Regions from separate parts of the Xenopus laevis genome. Here region 2 is linked to region 1. The links are chromatin contacts, called in public Hi-C maps. All regions are on one chromosome and are shown on one strand. The core of a region is the stretch at or near the end of the contact, and the rest is flanking DNA. Distances in the headings are between cores, read along the strand shown. Region 1 overlaps sall4.S (spalt-like transcription factor 4 S homeolog). Region 2 has its middle 28 kb from the start of LOC108702603.

Region 1 (3,978 bases), core at 877-3,376:
CTACGGGCGGCTTCGGAAAACGAAGTGCACCGATTGCCATTTACATTTTAGCCAACGGAAGGCATTTCGGGGAGTTAAGTCGCCCCGAACAAGAGGCGATTTGTCGTTGGGTGAGTAATCTCCCCGAATCTGAGCATGTGTTTCTGCCCTTATGCTGCAAGTCACAGTTTCCCCAAGGACATTTCAGTAACCATCCGGGACTGCGGGTTGAGCTGTCAAAATTGGGATGTCCACGAAAAACAGGACAGTTGGGAGGTATGCTAAATGATGGGTATAACTCCCAGCAGCCAGTGCCGAGTTTGCTTTTAGTGAAACACTGATCTTTCAGTCTCTGAAAATGAGAAATATCAGATCGCTTTTACCCAACTCCCTGAGCAGATGCGTGAGGCTATCTATACTCCGCTACAGTCAGTTCATTTTCTGATTCATTCATCCTGTGTAAGATCTTGGCACATGTAGCAGTGAGGGTCCAAAAAAAAAAAAAAAAAATTAACAAAACCCTGATCTTTCCAGCAGCAAAGATCAACATGCCCTGCTGCCCAATGCCATTACACTCACTAAACTGGAATATATTCTATGCAAATCCTTCTCTGAACAGAAGACAGCACTGGAGGTAGGGAAACGCAACAAATGGTATATTTATTAAGAGAAAAAAAAAAAAAAATTGTTCCCATATTCTATTAAAGACCCCACATGGCTCTGCACCACCTGCCCATATCAATTACTCATTTTGCATTGAGTCTCCCCAACAGATCGGAGATGCACAAAATAGTCACCATCAGCCGCATCACAGACAAGACACAATCCCTGCCAAGGTCAGTCCTAACAGTAAACTTGACACTAACCTGCCACCCACACAAATGAGCCAGAGGTTATACCAGCAGGCCCAGCAGCACCTTACATTACACAAAAGGACAACAACAAAAGCCAATTTGGCCTTGCCTAACCCTTCACCTATGACAGATAAGGACTGTGTGGTTAACCTAGTCACCACAAGCCAAATCCCAACGGACGCTTGGCTAAAGAAAAACCCACCAGCTGTTTTCAACCCAAGGAAACCTCCATGTGTAGATGCCCAACCTCCAGCCAACACCCACACAAAATGAAACAAGACAAGAAAGGGTGAATTATAAAATCCCTCAAAAACGAGTGATCTCTTCTTCAATATATATTTATAAAGTTATACACACTTAAAATAATTTGTTTATACTTTTTTAAAAAATACATTTATAAATTTAAACACATTTACCACCACTAATAATGGAGTGTCACTCACATCAAGTTCCTGACTGCTGTTTTGCAGCCATCTGGCCCCCCCCAAGTGCCTTACTGACAGCCCCCGACCCCTGCGGTGATGAATTAGCTTTGTTAACAGCCCTGCCAGGAATTTGTTTTGTTGCAGGCCACTTAATGAAAATAAAAAAAATTGTTTATGCCTCTACTCAGGAGTTGCATTGCAAGTGTGCAGAAGGTCGCAAAAAGGTTTTTTTTTTTATTTTATTGTAAAACTTAAGAAATAAAAAATTTGGAGCAAAATAAGGAGAATAAAATAAGTTTAGTTAATAAAGGACTCGGGGGGAGGGGGAAATAGACGCAGGCCCCATTATTGCAAGCTATGAAGACTATAGACTGTCCAACCATTTATTAAACGACAACCATTCATTAGTAAGAAATCCTTTACTGCTTCCCAAAATCCTACAGCTCTCTCCAGTTTAAATTATGAACCAGCTAGTGTCTTTAAGAGCACAAGGTAGGACAGATGTCGTATTTCAATCTGAACTGCTATGTTTGTAGCCCCACAGCAAATTCATTTTAGCCCCCCCCCCCAACACATCCAGAGGTCGTCCTTTTTTACCAATATATGTTCAAACTGCTAATTAGGGCCTCATGGGGCCCCCTATACTCCTGGGGCCCCCTGCAGCTGCAGGGTCCGATTCCCCTGTTAAGCCCCTCTGCTTGCAAATACCCAACTGTACATAATAAACCTGAAACATGTTAAGTGTAAATCACAATAAGTTTGTATGTTCTTTATGTTCCCAGGTCAGACTCTATAACCAAGCATAGTGGGGAAACAAACATATTTAATGGTCTAGTAACACTAAATGGAAGACTTTGAGAGATTAACCTTGGAGATTAACAGGGGGCAATCCCTGTATCTGATGATAAACAGAGGCACTGGTGACCTCTTTGTTCATATGATAATTTTCAATATGTAGCTTTGTACCTTGCAACTCCCCCACCTGCTGGTTTCCTGGATTGTTAATTAGTCACCAAGTATGTTCCGAGACAACAAAAATAAAATTGCATTGTTAGAAAGGGGAGGGAGTGACACAGAATTTCTAATTAGATTTGTAAATAAGAGCGCAGAGCAAAAGAATTAAAATTTAAAATGTAAAAAAATAAAAATGTATATCTATCTATATATAAAGTTCAAGAGGACCCGCACTCCTTGGTTAGTGAACCAAAAATGTCTTTATTTTTCAAACTTGTGCATCATACATACATACTATAATAACTATAGTTATATCTAATGAGTTTATAAAGGGAAAAAAAATTAAATTAAAAAAATTTCAGTGTATTGTGATAGGACACATTTGTACTTCGCAGTGAGCAGGTCATTCCAGAAGGTGGCGCAAGTGTATAAGGTCACAGCTAAAAATCACACCTACTGTTAATATCAAATTGATCAGTGATGGAAGAGGTGGGTGGGGGAGATATAGCAACACGTTTAAATACAAAGGTTCCAAAAAAAAAGTTGCTACTATAATGCCTTGTGGCCATGAAATCCTGGGGGAGATTAATAGATTCTGCAGGGATGTTTGGAAATAATAGGAATAGTTATGCAAGAACTGACTCCAGAGCTGCTCATATTGTTTGCTAATTACACAAGAGCTTAGAAACAAGTTTTTCAACAGCAGTGTCCCAAAAAAAAAAAAAAAAAAATTTTAAAAAGGGGGACATATATAATTCATGGGGGGTGGTCTGTTCAACTACAAAAAAAAAAAAAAAAAAAAAAAAAAAGCATGCTGTTCAGATTTACATTTGGGAACAGCATCCACCCCCCTCCTAACAGGCCTGCTCCCCCTCCCTTTTCCAAACCACCATATGCACAAAGGAAAACAGTCATGCATTAAACATGGCATTTATAGCCTGCTGGTCAGCGTATTTCTGAAGTTAATAGTAACTGACCCTAAAAAGAAAAAATAGGCTGATTTGAAGTCCAGATAAAAAACATGTGCCTACAGTTAGGGAAACAGCCAATGCCATGTCTTGCCAGCAGTTGGCTGCACCCACAATACAAGTTGTACCTGATTAATATTAAAATGTCCTTTATGATTTAAATGTATTATTTATCCCCACAATATTAAAGTGTAACACGCACCATAAAATACATATACACAAATAAATCTTGTAGGTATATTATACAGATGAATAAGAGTAATAGCAAGGGCAGTGTCCCCTTTGAGATTATAAAATATTACATTATCTAGATTTTATCTCAGGTATAAATTGCATAACCGGAATATACACAGATACGATATAGAAGTGTTCATGTACCCCCTTGTGCCATTTAGATATCCAGAATAAAGAGCAGGTAGAAACAAAGGTCCTAGAGCAGGGGCGTAACTACAGAGGTACCTGGAGGTATAGGGGCCCCGTGATGCCCTAAATCAGAGGTCCCCAACCTTTTTTTACCCATGAGCCACATGTTGAGGAGCAACGTAAGCATGGAAAAGTCCCTAGGGGTGCCAAATAAGGGCTGTGATTGGCTATTTGGTAGCCCCTATGTGGACAAGAGGCTCTACTTGGCAGTCTACTTACTTAGTTTTTATCCAATTCAAAATTGCCTGGAATTCAAAAATAAGCACCTGCTTTGAGGCCACTGGGAGCAACATCCAAGGGGGTTGGAGAGCAACATGTTACTCACGAGCTACTGGTTGGGGATCACTGCCCTAAATAATGAGCAATTTCAACATA
Region 2 (4,383 bases), core at 23-2,522, 120 kb after region 1:
GCATAGGTATTCCCCTGTACTAAGCACAATTCAGCAGGAACAGCCCCTAAATTTTCTCATGGTCTGTACAGAGAGATCCCATAAAACGATGGCAGCATAGGTATTCCCCTGTACTAAGCACAATTCAGCAGGAACAGCCCCTAATTTTTATTCTTATACGTTAAGGATATTTATGATCAATGAGCCTATACGTGGATACTGAAAAAAATGTTTAATTTGTCCCATGTAGGGCAGTAACGATTGTTAGTGCAACACCACACTGAGGTCAGTTTTAGGTCCCCATTTGGGTTTTAAATGTGAGAATATGCAACTCAATTATTTTTTGGGCATTTTCTTGCATCTCTAAAAAACAAAACGTCAAACACAATAGTAAGGTTTACTGCCTGCACTGCTCTCATTTCCCTACAGAAATAGGGATTGGTAACACTAGATAGGTACCTAATATATAAGGACAGAGACAAGAGGAAAGTGTTGGAAGGGTTACTGTCTGCTCTGCTCTCATTTCCCTACAGAAATAGGGATTGGTAACACTAGATAGGTGCCTAATATATAAGGACAGAGACAAAAGGACCTTAGCACAAACATCACCAATTGGCTAGATTAGAGAAGGAGGAGGAAATACTTCAAGAACGGTTCACCCACATTATAGCATGGGGAACTGCACCCATAATTCTTGATTTTCCTGAAATGTATTTACTTGTACATGATAATTGGAATCTAGATGATAATGTATTTTAAGAAGACTATTTTGTGATGACTTTCATATTATTTTTAGATACTAATCTATCTATCTCACTATCTATCTATCTCACTATCTATCTATCTATCTATCTATCTATCTATCTATCTATCTATCTATCTCTCTATCTATCTATCTCTCTATCTATCTATCTCCTTCAAGCTACATTAGGACACACACAGACACAATGAGCAGTTGAAGGCCCAGTATATCTAACAAAGGATTTACAGATTCCAGCATAATGATGTGATTACTTAGCATTGTTTAAATATCCTCTCTCTTTATGTTTCTATAACAATGTCACAGGGACCTCCAACCTTGTGTGTTTTTGTGTGTTTAAACACCGATGACCTCTGAGCTTATATATATATAATATATATAATATATATATATATATAAAACGTTTCTCTGAAGAAGCCAATATACTGTTATAAGGATGATTTGCAATCTTGCAATCAGCCTCTATTAAGATTCATACTCTGCTTCCTCCTATTAAGAAAGTGTTAGTCACATTACAGGAAAAGAGTTGCCTTTTTAGCTCATTATTGAATGACAATAGAAACATTGTGACTTTGTTCCCCCACCAGTTGGAAACACTTGCAGTCTAATGCCTTGTGTTATAGCCCCGAGGGGAGCTGTTGAAAATCTATTCTAAACCACAATGATATCCTTAAGGGTTAGTTCACACGAGGAGATTCGGGGAGATTTTGTCACCTGTCGACTAATCACCTCGTCTTCTGAGCGACAATCTCCCCGAACTGCCTCAGCGTGTCTTCCTATAGGCTATAATGAAAAGTCGCCTGCGCTAAAGCACGCGCGGCGCTGTGTTTTCTGAAGTCGCCCAAAGTTTCCTCCGTGAGGCAACTTTGGGGACTATGGAAAACACATTGCCACGTGTGCATTAGCGCAGGCGACTTTTCATTATAGCCTATGGGAAAACACGCTGAGGCAGTTCGGGGAGATTGTCGCTCAGAAGACCAGGCGATTAGTCGACAGGTGACAAAATCTCCCCGAATCTCCTCGTGTGAACTAACCCTTAGTCATGTGTCGGGCTGCAATATAACGTGTATGACAAACCCGGCAGTTTAATTAACTGCCAGGAAATCTAGCTCAGTGATCTTATAGCGTCTTAACAGTTGAAACAGTTGTACGGAATATAAAGCTACCAGCTAATTTATATTCCTCCTAAACCACTTCATAGAATGTCTTTACAGGTGACACCTTTTATGTATTCAAAATAAAAGAACAGAAAAGAACAGATAACGATTAACTGCCTGGGTGTTTGATTGCGTTTAAGATAAGGAAGTTACTAAATCATATTGGCTGTATTTTAACCAAAGGGGTGATATACTGTGTGTATATATATATATAGTTTCTGCTTAAAATAGAGACAATAACATGTAGGCAAAATGATAAATTATTATTAATTTAATCATTATATATAAGTCTGTATATGTATATACGTATAGACCTTAATTTTTATAATTTTTAAATGTTTTTCAAAAAGTTAAACACAAAGTATATTTTCTAAAAAAAAAAGCATAAACACATTTTTTAATATACAGGTATCCGTTATCCGGAAACCCATTATCCAGAACGTTCCGAACTACGGAAAGGCCGTCTCCCATAAACTCCATTGTAATCAAATAATCCAAATTTTTTCTCTCATATCATAAAACAGTAACTTGTATTTGTTCCCAACTAAGATAGAATTAATCCTTATTGGAAGCAAAACCAGCCTATTGGCTTTATTTAATTTTTATATGATTTTCTAATAGACTGAAGGTATGAAGATCCAAATTATGGAAAAACCCGTTAGCCAGAAAGCCTCAGGTCCCGAGCATTTTGGATAACAGGTCCCATACTTGTGTATAATTATTGTTTTGTAAAAAACATTTATTTTGAATTCCTGCACTTAAAGGAAACCCTTTGTTTATTAACTTTTTGACAAATAACAAAAGTTCTAATTAGATTTTTTAATGCAACATATATATATATATATATATATATATATATATATGTACATATATATATATATATATATATATATATGTGTATATATATATATATATATATATATATGTATGGGATCTGTTATCCAGAAACTCGTTATCCAAAAAACTCTGGATTAAGCAAAGGCCATCTCCCATAGACTGCATTTTATCCAAATAATCCAAATATTTAAAAATAATTTCCTTTTCTCTGTAATAATAAAACAATAGCTTGTACTTGATCCCAACTAAACTATAATTAATCCTTATTGGAAGCAAAACCAGCCTATTGGGTTTATTTCATGTTTACATGATTTTCTAGTAGACTTGAAGATCCAAATTACAGAAAGATCCATTATCCAGCAAACCCCAGGTCCAGAGCATTCTGGATAACAGGTCATACTTATGTGTGTATATATATATATATATATATATATATATATATATATATATATATATATATATATATATATATAGATATAGATATATATATATAAATGGTCGTTCAGTAGTGATGGGCGAATCTGTGCAGTTTAACTTTGCTGAAAAATCCACAAATTTATCATCATGAAATTATCGAAATTAATGCGCGTCAATTTTGACGCAATCATCATCAATTTTTATACACGTGACAATTTGGTCCAAGTGTATTAAAGTCAACGGGCGTCCGAATAATTTTGATGCAACAATTTTTATGCGAGCGCCAATTTTGACGCGCTTCAAATTGTTTTTTGATGCAGAGGATTTTTTGGCGGTGAACTGTCCACGCAGTTTCACAAATTAATTCACTTGCGGCGAAACACGGAAATTCACGGGGAATTAGTGTCTGACAAATTTATTCGCCCATCACTATTGTTCAGTTCAAAAAAGTTTATTTTTAATATGTGTATAATTAGTATTGTTGCATTCAAAAAATGTATATTTTTAATTTCTGCATTTTAAAAATAGAAACCTTTGTTTATTATCTTTAAAACACATCGCAAAAATTCAAACAAGATATTTTTAATGTAAAAATCATAGATATGTGTATAATTATTGTTGCATTCAACCTATTCTTTTTTTAAACCTCTTAAGGAAACATATTTATAAAACACTGTTTATCACAAAAATACACTTTATTCTAACACTTTTTTTTTAAATTCAGCATTAGCATCACATTTAAATCATTATTAGATTTCACGATGAGACTCAAGTCTTGCCTTTGAAATGCATGACTTTATTAAAGTAAAAGAAAAGCTGTAGTATATGTTAAACAATCTTTAAATCAAATCCAAATTGTGCTAAATTGCCTTGCAGGGACCTACACAAGATTTATTGTTCAGTGTCTTCTCATGAATACTGTTGGACTGTTTTCTATTTATTGCTAATTACTGTTAATCATTGAAACGTGTTAATCCCAAAAGAATCTAGCTGGAGGTGGAACTCCTGGGAAGTTACATTTTCTTGTTTAGAATGTCATTATCCCATGGTTTTCCAAAATATTTGCCTCTAACAAAAGAAATTGTCTTTAACAAAGCAACGAACAATGCTAACAGCAATCCCAGTAATCTGTATTTTTTTTTTTTTTTTATTAGCTGTAAAGATACAAAATGTTTTCTTTTTCACTGAAAATGATACATTTTGGGTCTATAGAATACACAAAAAACATGAATA

Evidence for each region. A called contact is a pair of places that touch in the nucleus more often than the background predicts.
Region 2: a Hi-C map of the XL177 cell line shows a contact between it and region 1, with 5 times the contacts expected there. The contact joins two enhancer-like sites. A contact is called at or near these places in 2 of 4 Hi-C or Micro-C datasets (the XL177 cell line and the XTC cell line).

Annotation. Positions count from the first base shown.
Region 1 is chr9_10S:10,458,870-10,462,847 of Xenopus_laevis_v10.1, forward strand. All of the region lies in intron 1 of sall4.S (spalt-like transcription factor 4 S homeolog), which reads right to left. Among protein-coding and RNA genes, the nearest start is that of sall4.S, 2.8 kb to the right of the region's middle. Within about 2 kb of position 2,127, at least 3 of the 7 cell types and tissues checked have an H3K27ac peak or open chromatin away from gene starts, as enhancers often do.
Region 2 is chr9_10S:10,581,134-10,585,516 of Xenopus_laevis_v10.1, forward strand. No RefSeq gene overlaps it. Among protein-coding and RNA genes, the nearest start is that of LOC108702603, 28 kb to the right of the region's middle. Within about 2 kb of position 1,273, at least 1 of the 7 cell types and tissues checked has an H3K27ac peak or open chromatin away from gene starts, as enhancers often do.